Linked DNA regions of Mus musculus: region 2 is linked to region 1. A link is a contact called in public Hi-C data. All regions are on one chromosome and are shown on one strand. The core of a region is the stretch at or near the end of the contact, and the rest is flanking DNA. Distances in the headings are between cores, read along the strand shown. Region 1 overlaps Barx2 (BarH-like homeobox 2). Region 2 holds the start of Barx2 (BarH-like homeobox 2).

Region 1 (5,683 bases), core at 2,912-5,411:
CATCACAGGGAAACAACCTTATAGGTGACCCTGAAAAATCAGGCCTCACCACCAGAGTGTATGAAAGCCAAACGAACCCTCCCTTGTGATATTCGGTGCCCAGGGCTTCCTGGTCTTGCTGAAAGTGAGGGATGGATACTACCTTTTGTTTGTCTTCCTCTGATGCTTACAGGCCCCTTGCATGTAAGAAAGCACTTCCACTGGGCACCAGCCCTAGGGCCTTGGCACAGCTGGGTAGTCCATTTTTAAGTCTTCTTTTCTCACAAGTTGGATACTTAACCAAGAAAAGCTGGGGAACAAATGTGAAACCAATACCGGGGCTGAAAGGTTTGGATAGAAGCAAGGCTTATCTTTATAGTTTTGACCTCAAAAAGCTTTTCTCTCATTTAGCTATTCGATAGGGCCAGCCTGCAAGACAGCTGATTGGGTAAAGTCACCTGCCTCCACGCCTGATGGCTTGTGTTGAATTACCAGGATCTACATGGTAGAAAGGTAGAGCTGACTTCCATAATTTGTCCTCTGGCCTCCACACACAGTGGCATGAACATGCAACACACACACACACACACACACACACACACACACACACACAAACGTCCGCACACACATAAAAATAAAATAAATAAGTATATATTTTTAAAATACACAACGTTTAAAATTGAAGCCCCCATCTGTGCAGCTGCTGGCCATGGATTAGCTTGGTGGGGGCAGCCCAGCTGCTCGTGACCACCGCAGCACTTCAGTGACTCCCGTCCTTAGGCGCTCGTGGTGTGGCCCGGCCTTTTGCTTTGTAGATGGGAAAAGAAAGATCCAAAGAGAGTGACTACCTCTCTCTCCATCGGACACTTCTCTAAACAAACCAACAAATGAACAAGCAAACAAGACAATCCTCCTGAAAGATGTATTTTTAATTAAAAAATAAAAGTTATCTTAACATATCTGCATTTGCAGCTTCCAGGAGGGCAACTTCACGAAGCAGGGAAGCCAAAGACCATCAGGTCTGTCGGCACCTGACCGTCTCATAAAGGCGCAAAGGCACAGGGGTCTCCAAACAGACAAGCAGGGCTCTGAGATGTCCCTCGTAACTCACAACTCCCTCCAACTCCTTTTTTTTTCTTTTCTTTTTTTCTTCTTTTTTGTCTGCCTTTAACAGCTTTCCCCACCCGACCCCACCCTCAAAAAAAAAAAAATTCAATTCTCTTAAAACTACAGAAATAAGCGCCGAGTCAGCAAGGAGTCTGGGCAGGTCTCCCGAGCACTTCCACCTACCTCTCTCTGCTTGGCTGACCTGTTGCCCAGAGGAGAGCAAGGAGGGAGAAGAGCAGCCCTTGCTGCAGGCCAGCGGAGCTGCTGTAGCCAGCCCTGCAGCTATCACCCAAGCCTGGGCAATCAGATCCAAGGCGCTATCTCCCTTACAGAAGGGTATCTGTGCCTAACACAGCCTTGCAAGAAGGTTAAGTCCCACACAATCGAGTCTTCATCAAATGCTTCCGATGAAAATGACGCTGGGACGTGGGAGACCAGAAGTGCTCCTCTACCCACGTTACTAGTCTTTAGAGGTCTTCTCTCCCTCATTCTCCTTGCCTCTCTCTTCCCTTCTTCCCAGCTCCCCCTTCCCCTCAAAGAACTTTATTTTAGCTTAATGGTGGGGGTTCAGAGGAAGCTTCTGATAACTCCTGGGGCTGGTGAATAGGTTCTGCCACCTCCAAGGGGACAAGGCACGCTTTGGGCTCCTGGGTATCACAGGGCTCCTCCTGTCTCTCCGAGGATTCCAGCAGCTCCTGGCTCTGAGCCTGGCTGTTCATCTTCTCTTCAGCTTCAATCTCCTCTGATGTGGGAATGGAATTCTTCTTAGGGCGCCCCTTAGGTTTTGTGGGTGCTTCCTGTCCACCTTTAAGGACCTATGTGGGGGGGGGGGGGGAAGAAAAGTTATTGAATCCATGAAATCCCTCCACCCGGCTCCTGGTCCACCCTTACACAGCAATGTGTAGTTTCCCTCCAGAGAGCAAAGCCACAAGGTTTGGCCACATGTATTTTTCCCTCACGGGTTAGGATTTTACTTCATGGTTGCCCCACTACTTTTGGACATACACTGAAGTCAGATTATCACGTGGAAGAACGGAACCAGTTGCTGGTTTCATGGGATCAGGAAGCAAAGAGAAACAAAGGAGGAGCTGGGGTCTCAGTGTCTACTTTCCAATGACCTAACTTCCTTCCGCTGGGCTCTATTTCTTAAAGCCTTTAACTTTCCTCCACTGCTGACAGCATTACAGGCTAGGGATGGAGCCCTCTTCCTGCACATGGACCTTTGAGGCCACTCTAGATCCAGACTAGAGAACATCTCCAACTCACTGTTCCCCTTCTCCGTTTGCACAGAAGCTCCGTAAGGACAAATCTCTCCTGACCAAGACCTTTCTATGTAGACACTGGGTATTTATTGACTCTGTTTCCTTCTTCAAAACCAGAAGAGGACCTCCTTGGGCTGAACTTCAAGAATGAGTGCAGTAACTCATCAAGCCTTAAGTTCTTATTAAAACAGCTTTGAGATATAATTTGCACTCATGCTTCATATATTTAAACTGCCCAATTTAACAATGTTTAGCATAATTGCTAACTTGGGCAGCTATCACTCAGTGCAATTTTGGATCATGTTTCCTCATCGCCAATGGAAACCTTATACCCATTAGCACCAAATCATCACCCTGCACCTCGGTGATCAGCCGTCTTTCCACATAGGCAGAACCATAACCTGTGGCCTTTGCTTTGCTTCACTCGGCCCAGCATCCTTAAAGTCCGTCTATGTTTTAGCACATTCAGAAAGTAATATTCACCGTATGTCTGTATCAGTTTGCTGACTCCCTCCCTTATCAGCTGACAGACACTCAGATCACACCCACCTTTAGGCTCCTCAGTGAATAATGCTGTCATGAGCATGGGTGAATAGACACTGCTTCAAGTTTCTGCTCGAGCCTCTTTCCGGTCTGTACCAGAAATGGAGTGTGCCAACTCTATGATTAACATTCTGGGGACTCTTGCTAATGTAGCCGTGCCACTGGACATTCCAACCAACCATGCATGTGGATTCCAGGTCTCCACTTCCTCACCAATGCTTGTAATCAATCCTTCCTGATTATGGCCGTCCTAGCTAGTGCGAAGGAGGGTCTCAGTGTGGGTTTCATTTGCAGTTCCCTAATGGCTAACAACGCTGAGCAGCTTTTCATGTGATCTTTTTAAAAATAAATTCTAATTAAAGATAATGATATCACTTCCTCCTTCCCTTCCTCCAACTGCTCCCGTCTACCCCTCCCCATGTTGGTCTCTCTTTCAGATTCATGGCCTTCTTCTCTTTCTTAATTGTTGAGATACATTGTACATAAGTATGCAAGTACAGCCTGCTCAACCTGTATACTGCTTCTTTTGTGCATATGATCTCAGGGCAGACCATGCACACATCAATTTGTCTGTTTGAATTGTCTCCTTAGAGTAGAGTATGAGAGATTCTTAAAAATAATCTAATTCATGTCCCTTATCAGATAGAACATTTAAAAATATCTCTTACCATGCTGAGGGCTCTCTTTTCCTCTCTCTCTCTCTCTCTCTCTCTCTCTCTCTCTCTCTTGTCTTTTCACTTGGTGATGGTATCCTTCACAGCAGAAAAGTTTTTAATTCTCATAAGATCCAACTTAATTTTTCTGTCCCTAGCGATTTTTGTGTTGTACATAGAAAGGCATTGTTTAACCCTAAGCCAAGAATATTTACTTATGTTCTCTTCTAAGGCTTTTATGGTTTTAGTTCTTATGTAGATCTGTGATTTGTTTTGAGTTAATTTTTGGCGTACAAGAGCCAGGAAAACTGTATAGTCTCAACCAACATCTCTTTCCACCTGCAATTCTTCTTGACTTATTTGAACCCTCCAGACAGCTCAAAGGGAGGTATGAAGTGACCTTCAACAAGGTATAGACACTAACTCTGGAGAGAAGACACCCGTGTGTTCCTTCTTGGGTATGTCAGTATCTGATCTTGATGTCAATGCTTTTGAAAGTGCCTGACTGTGCCAAGACAGAATCTTCCTGTTGAAAGCAGTTCCACTGGGTATGAAAGAGGTTATACAAAAAGCAGTTGCTCCATGCAGTAATCAAGTTAGAAAAGGGCAGGTCTCAGGAAGCCATCTAATTGGCAAAAGAAAGTCCAGCCCAGCAATTACAGAACACCACCCACACAGCTTGGATCTACCCCACCTGGCTGTTTTCCTACAGCATGAAAAAAAAAAAAAAAGTCAAAACAATCAGACCATTTTCTAAATGGAATAAAACATTCCAGTGCAAGCAATAATTAGGAGATAACTACCCTCCTGGCTGCTTTCCCCATCGACCTCTGGCCCCCTGCCTCCCAGCGCACCTGAGACGTGCAATTATCCGGAACCCGCCCTGCACCAGGCCTGCACACTCACAAGCACCCTGCAGCCCTCTCCAGGGGCTTGCTTCCCCACCGATTCCTAGACACAGGTTGTTCCTTAGTCCAGAGAGGCCAGGCAACCCACTGGGCATGAGGTCATGTGCTTCTCTCTGTCTCTCACAAAAACACCTAGGGTGTGGCACTTCATTAGCCCCATTGATCTGCAGTCCTCCTCCGGACCCTACATCTAGGCATTTGAACATGGATGAAGATGTCAAGATGGCTCGTCTTGCTTTCTTCCTGAGGTATTGAGATGGGGTTCAGGCAGTTACCTCTGAGAGAATAGGATGACAGTAAGAAGGGTGCATCTTCTTTACTTCCCCCTTCCAGACAGAAAGTGTTCGCAGGGATCAAGGCGAGCCAAGGGGGGCGCTGGACTTAAATGTAAGACTCCAAACGTCTCCAATCTAGCATCCTTACCAGCATTTCTTTCTGCTTAATGTATAGGAGCTCATAAAACTCACCACTGACCATTCTGTTCCCTATTTGTCCACACTCTCCTACCAGAAGCCAGGCTTGTGAACTTGGGGACCGTTTGTTTTTCTCTCCCCTCTCCTCTCCAGCACAGTTGGGACCACTGAATCGATGATGCTGAGATAAAAGTCTGGGCTCTCCGACATGAATCTCTCCCATAGCATTGCCAATCACATTTGCTGTTTGTCCCAGCCTGATGACCCCATGGTCCATGTACTCAGGACTCCTCTCGACTGAAAGAGAACTTGAGGGGGGTCCTAGAAGCCTGTAGAAATTCACTTTCACCTTCCTATCATGGCCTCTAAAAGTTTAGATTCTTTGAAAACATGGATTTTGTTGACAATAAACACTAAAATCCACAATAGCTAAAATTCCCTTCTCAGCATCCCATGTGGCAAGCACTAGCCTAGGTATTTGTAGGTGGCATTTCAGATAGCACAACTCTGTGAAGTAGATGTGAGACTTTACCAAAGAGACATACAGTAACCTGTCCAGGGTCATAACTGGTAACAGTTTCCCTGAACTGTTCACTCTCTGGAAACAATGTAAAATCAAGTGACACCCACGTGTGACACCATAGTCTTTCCACATTCTGGAGTGCGGTTGGGTCCGCTTTCAGAAGAGAACTGAGCGTTAATACTGCAGACCACTGAAAAGTGAGACATTATCGGCCTGATACAAATGCTGTGGATCTCCAAAAACAGAATATGGGATAAGCATCCCATCTCATGTGCAAAGTTAAATTTACTCAACC
Region 2 (5,810 bases), core at 2,939-5,438, 64 kb after region 1:
ACAGTGATATAAAAAGTAAATTGAACTCTGTCAAAACATTAATGTGGCGCTGTGACTTTGCAATAGATAGATAGATAGATAGATAGATAGATAGATAGATAGATAGATCTTCCACTTGGGAAGATTGGAAGATTAACCTCCCGGCCCCTGCCAGCTCCAACACCGTGGGCAGACCTAAAGGACTGACACTAAAAAAAATCACAGATAGATTCAGTAGAACCATTCTGCCCAAGAGGGAAAAAGGAGCCAGACTATACAGATTCTACTGGAATAATGAAAAGTTGCATGTTATAAAAGTGTCCAAATATCTGTATTCTCTCCCCACAGACAAGCATGAGGAACTGTAAGATCACTCTAAGAACAAAAATTAATTATAATACTGTAGGTTTGTTTATCAATAATCTCACAGGAAAACCCTTAGGGTAAACTGTTGCATGCTTGTGTTTGTGAAACAAGTTACCGGCTTCCTCTGAACACTCCTCGAATGTAGAAACTCTGACTACTTCTAAAAGATCTAAACATAAGTCAAAGCTTCCAAAAATTAAAGTGCCCATGGCTTTGCAATCTAGCCCAGTGGGAGGAGCCAGTTTTATTCAATGACTTTGGAGTTACTGATGACCCAAAACAGACAACATCAGCATACCCCAAAAAGCTGTGCTGTATTTATAAAATAATAACGTGTACATCGTTTGGGTAAACTTTGAGTCACTGACACCATTCTACTATTCAAGACACGATTTCTGACTTCCAACTGGCAATCTGTTTTCATTCTGTATGAGGATTACTGTTATCAGATTTAAAGATAAGACGTACGAGTCACATACTCATTTAAGTTAAAAAAAAAATTATACCTCACTGAGGACGTGAGTGGTAAACTTTGTTTAAATGGAGGCTTACTTTAGTTTGTTGGGTATGTTTTTTTTTTAATTTAATGATGAAACTTTCCTTTAGTTTGACTTAAAAAGGATTCTCTTTCTCAGTATCAATTCTCTTTCTTGGATTTAGGAGAAACTACTGGGGGAGAAAAAAAAAACATTTAGAAGTCACTCTGTAAGAGTAAAACTGCTGTGTTTTCAATAAAGACCTGTTAAAATGAACAATACTTTTCTAATGATGAGTGTTCCACCAAGGGAGAATGTTTAGTAATGAATGACTGCCAGGTGATTATCTGACTAATGAAAAAGGTTTCCATTCCTCTGTTTACTTAAATACACACTCTACTGCCTGCGGAGATTTGATATCATGCATTGCCACTTGGATTACTAAATCTAGCAACACGGACTGCTTAATTAGGTGGAAGTCTTCTAAATGTGGCTTTTGTTCCGCCCTTATCCTTCATGCTTATTGAACACGCTGGTCAACAGTGGAGCAGATTGTGGAGAGATTTTTAGTCTTCATTTTCAACATTCTGCCTGACCGAGTTCACTTCTGTCACAGTTACTTAAGCTTGGTGGAGGTGTGCAAACTTTAAAAATGAGAAAATTGGTCACTTTAATTCCAGTGTAAGTTTCCACTTGTTTTGAATTTCTCCGACAGTGTTTCGGCCACCTAGGCTGCACATCTGTCTCTATCCAGAAAAATGCATTACTGTTTCGCTGTAGATACCAGCAACTCCAGTTTTATTATTTTTAATTAATTTTTAAAAGATTGTAGCTATCCTAGCTAAGGGTTTTTTGTTTTTTGTTTTGTTTTGTTTTGTTTTTTGACCCTGATTTGGACAGTTAAAAAGTACAAGACAGCTTTGAAAGCATAAAACCCCAGAGAAGTCTCTAATGGGCTTCCTATGATCTCATACACGCAAGGCTTTCTCTGTAACCGTAAACCCACTGTAGGCTTACGATCTGGAAGTATCAACTATTGTAGCCAGTTTTTATGAGTTTAATTCCACTAGCAAATCCTACTTTCTATATTTTAAGTCTCAACTACAGCAAATCAAGCACATTTTGAAAGAAACGATCCAGGGGGAAGAATGGAAAAAGAAGGCAAGAAAACCACCGCAAATAACCTCTCCTGCAGCAAACCAAGAACTTCTAGGAACACAGGACAAGCCTGCGACCATGTCAACTCACCTTTATTGCTCACAAAACTGCCTTTGAATCATTGCAGTGTGCCTGTTTTATTTCCCACCCAAGGTTCCATAAATCATGGAACTAGCCTGGACTGACTACGTGAAAACTTTCTGGGCCTTTTTCTCCCTCTCTTTTTCCAGCATGTTTTCTTGCATGACCCAACTCTGTGACTCCCACAAGCCATGGAAAGTGGCCTTAGAATTACATCAAAGCCCCTGAAAGGCAGCAGGTACTAAACAGGGCCCTGGGTCCCTCAGGAACTGAACCTATCTTCTGGGTAGCGAGACTCAACGGGGTACAATGAGAATTGTCACGGGGGGGGGTCCTCATTGGGATTTTATTGTTGTGGCAAATAAATGTTCTCAAAGAGAAGATTTAGCCTACTTCTCCAGCCCCAAACATTCACAGATGACTCATTGGAGACTCTACATATATAGCAGACAAAATGCCAGCAGGGTGGGCCTCTATCTTGTTTCTCAAATCTATTTAATGTATACCTTGATTATTTTCTTGTTTATAAAATTCAGTATTACAAGGCTTGTTGTGGGATATCAAGTCTAAAACTACCTTGCTGAAAGAAGTGAAATATTCATTTTATGGCCAAATGTAGGAGTAACTTGATTTGGGAAAAACCTCTCCCCATATTTATTATTTAGACTTAGTGACTAGCATGGCTGGACCGTGGGAGAGATGGAATTCCAAGTATTACATTTAGCAGCTTTTTATCCCCGAAGTTCAGAAAAGAAGTCTGGGAACCACTGCAGTGGGCACACACTTCCATTTTTCCAATTATAATTTCGTGAGTTTGTTTCATGGCAGTCATACAGCAAGCACAGAACCAAAGGCCCAAAGCACTTGTTTGCTCTCAGTGGAAAGCACAGTCAAGAACTTCCTTGAAAATATTTTCAACTGTTTTAGCTCCACCTAACTTTTTTGTAGCCTGATCCCCATCTGCCAGGGAACTTTGAAACCCAGAGCTTCTCTAAATGTACACCCTGTTTTAAATGTCTTTGGATTGATTTCCTACAGATCTACTTTTTCAATGTAATTACTAAATTCTCTGTTTCCTTCCTATTGGTCTAGTTTTTGTGGACAGAGGAAACCAGGTTTGAGGGTTTTTTTTTTTTTAAAAAAACTGTTACTAGTGTTGGTTTTAGTCACTTAAAACAAACAAGGGGTTTATCCTTTCTGCTTGTGTCAAAACTCAGCACAGCCCAAAACTACTTTCCTGAGGGCAATCATTTTAAGTAAAGTTTGATGTAGTCACAAGTTTATTTTGAAGCCCATGAAACCGATTTACCTGTAAAATTACAAAAGAGGCTGGGCAATCTAACTCTAGGTGAAAGATGAGACCACCAAATTAAAGTTGAAACTGACAAGCTCACTGCGTGAAACCGCCTAGGCACTGAATCTGTTCAAGTGTTTGAAGTTTCTCACTAAAACCCCCGGTAGTGCCAGGGAGAAGGACGCTTTCTCCAAGAAGCCAGGACAGTTATGCTACATTGGCGTCTCACTCCAAGGACCACTTGGTCTTAACTCATCTCCCATCCAGGGAGCAGTACCTGCCCAGGCCCGGTTGCAAACGCTTTTGAATGCCCACCACTGGCGGGCGAGTCTGTTCTTGCAAGGACGCAGGAAAAGAATCCTTTGGTCCCTCTGGCTCTCAGGTTGGAAAGCAGAGGCGACCGCACACGGGCAAAAGTACAGCAGCCCACTATATCGCCCAGCGGTTGTCTTACCGGTACAAGAGTGCAGGGGCTTGGGTCGCACCACCAGCGACGGGCACACAGAGTAGAGGGAAAGTTTCTCAAAGTAGTCGCAGGTCTCCTTGGAGAGGATCTCATCGATCATGAAAGTCTTGTAGCGCCGCCTGGCTGCTTTGAGCTGGCCGGGTGAGCTCAGCCTCAGTTCCGCGTGGCAGTGCATGGTGAGCCGGGACCAGAGCCTGGCGACCTGAGCGCGGCGAGCGCCTGGCCGTCCGGGACCGCAGGAGGTGGCTCGCTGGCTGGGGCCTGAGCCCCGCTCCTCGGCAGCCAGAGGGGCGGCGGGGCCCGGGGAGGCGCGCAAAGCAGAGAGGGCACGGGCGCGCCTGCTGCGTCTACACCCACCCGCCGAGCAGCATCTTTGACTACAGCCTTTTTGGGACACCGCAGCTGTCAATCAGCGCGCACTTCCTGCAGGGCCAGGTGCGGAGCGCGAGCCGAGGGGCGTCGGCCGCTACCCCGCCCCTGCGCGCCCGTGCGGCTGGGGTGCTGACCTGCGCACCCCGGGTCCGACCGCTCTTGCCCGCTGCCTCCCGCCGATCCGAGAGTCGAGCGCTCCCCAGGCGGCTCTATTTTAAGACACTCGCTCCGGTTCTCCTTTCCCCCTCCCCCAGCTCCAGGTGTGTGTACGGGTGTGTGCGCGCGCTCGTGTGTGTGTGTGCACGCGCAGGACTGCGGGCGCGCGCCTCCTTCTCCAGGGACTCAGGAGTCTAGCCGCCACTTTTCCGAGTCGCATCGCCCCTCTGTCCTCCCTTAGCGCCAGTCCTGCTAAAGGGGGCACCGCTCCCGCCCCTCCGCCCCCGCAACCCTATAGGCAGCTATGTCCACACCTCTTGCCATAAAGCAGTGGCATCTTCATCCAGAATCGCGAAGCTCCGGGCTCCAGAGCGCGCGCTTTCCGACGACCACCGAGCCTCACTTGTCCCCGCTGGGCCATTTCCCTAAACCACAGTGTCCTCTCTCAACCCAGCCCACAGCTCCGAAGCCCGCGCTGCAGCCGTGCGCTCCCGAGGTGGGGCATTTGCTCCAAGGTTGCAAACTTGATTGCCTCACTACGACCCCAAACTACAAATGAATTTAGCACACTCCGTTATCCCAATTATAAACTAGGGTAGTAATGTGGTGTGTGTGAGTGTGTGTTTAAATTCTGTTCATACAACGGTTTTCTTTTGCCAGAAAGGGCCAAAACAGCGGGATCGCGACGTGCCCGCGGCCCTTCCAAAGTTAGCCCAAATTCTGGCTTTTCCTAGTGCCCAATCCCGCTTTCCATTCCGGGGTATAACACACTTCTGGTATTGGGGGATGGTTTGCCTCTTTCTTCCTAGCGTCCTAATCTCAGAATCTGTTCCTACCAATGTCTGTACGAACTTTGTTCCTAACCACAATCCTTGCGTTAGAGCGTCCGGCCCGCACCTAAGCGCCTAGGACAGCTCCTGCTGTCAGTGACTCTTCCAGCCGGCCGGCCGGCCGTGGGAAACGACCTCCGGGTGCACTCCCAGCCCCCAAGACTGTGCCCCTGAAGTGGTGTGCGCAAGCTGGAAAAGAAACGGACAGCGGGGACACAGAATTTGGGACAAAACAGCCGATGGTGTTTGCCTGACGCTCGCACGGTGCGACTGATCCCGTGGCTACGCGCTCCGAGCATGGTTAGCCGCGGAAGCAAGTCGGGACGCGCACCTGGGCCGGTGGTTAAACTCGCTAAGGAACAAACTTGCTGAACTAATGATTAAACACTTAAAGAAAATAGGCATTAATAGACTGAATCATAGTCGAGCGTTTGCTGTGGGCATCAGCTCGTATTAATGATTTTTATTTCTCGTGTGTCTGCCTCTGCCTGATTTCTCTTTCCTTCTTAACTCTTGAGATTGCTTTTATTTCTGCTGTACCAGACATAGGTAGCCAGCACTGCAGCTAGGTACCCCAGAGGCTGAGGTCCTTGCCTTTATCCCTGGACTCTGTGGACTATCTGCTGTGGAGG

Evidence for each region. A called contact is a pair of places that touch in the nucleus more often than the background predicts.
Region 2: a Hi-C map of uterus shows a contact between it and region 1, with 2.7 times the contacts expected there. The contact joins the promoter of Barx2 here to the enhancer-like site in region 1. A contact is called at or near these places in 35 of 484 Hi-C or Micro-C datasets (LSK cells, the Patski cell line, Sertoli cells and 14 more), 13 of 115 datasets of contacts at active chromatin or transcription factors (astrocytes, craniofacial prominence, embryonic fibroblasts and 6 more) and 1 of 9 other capture datasets (embryonic stem cells).

The regions. Positions count from the first base shown.
Region 1 is chr9:31,845,155-31,850,837 of GRCm38.p6, forward strand. It overlaps Barx2 (BarH-like homeobox 2), which reads right to left. Exons shown (of 4, transcript NM_013800.2): 4 at 890-1,901. The coding sequence ends at 1,635. Among named protein-coding and RNA genes, the nearest start is that of Gm31497, 58 kb to the right of the region's middle. Within about 2 kb of position 4,162, at least 11 of the 459 cell types and tissues checked have an H3K27ac peak or open chromatin away from gene starts, as enhancers often do. A contact at or near this core is called in intestinal villus epithelium and uterus, where this site is marked.
Region 2 is chr9:31,909,097-31,914,906 of GRCm38.p6, forward strand. It overlaps Barx2 (BarH-like homeobox 2), which reads right to left and starts at 4,189. Exons shown (of 4, transcript NM_013800.2): 1 at 3,809-4,189. The coding sequence starts at 3,995. Gm31497 (a long non-coding RNA gene) reads left to right here. Exons shown (of 3, transcript XR_379218.3): 3 at 1,917-2,102.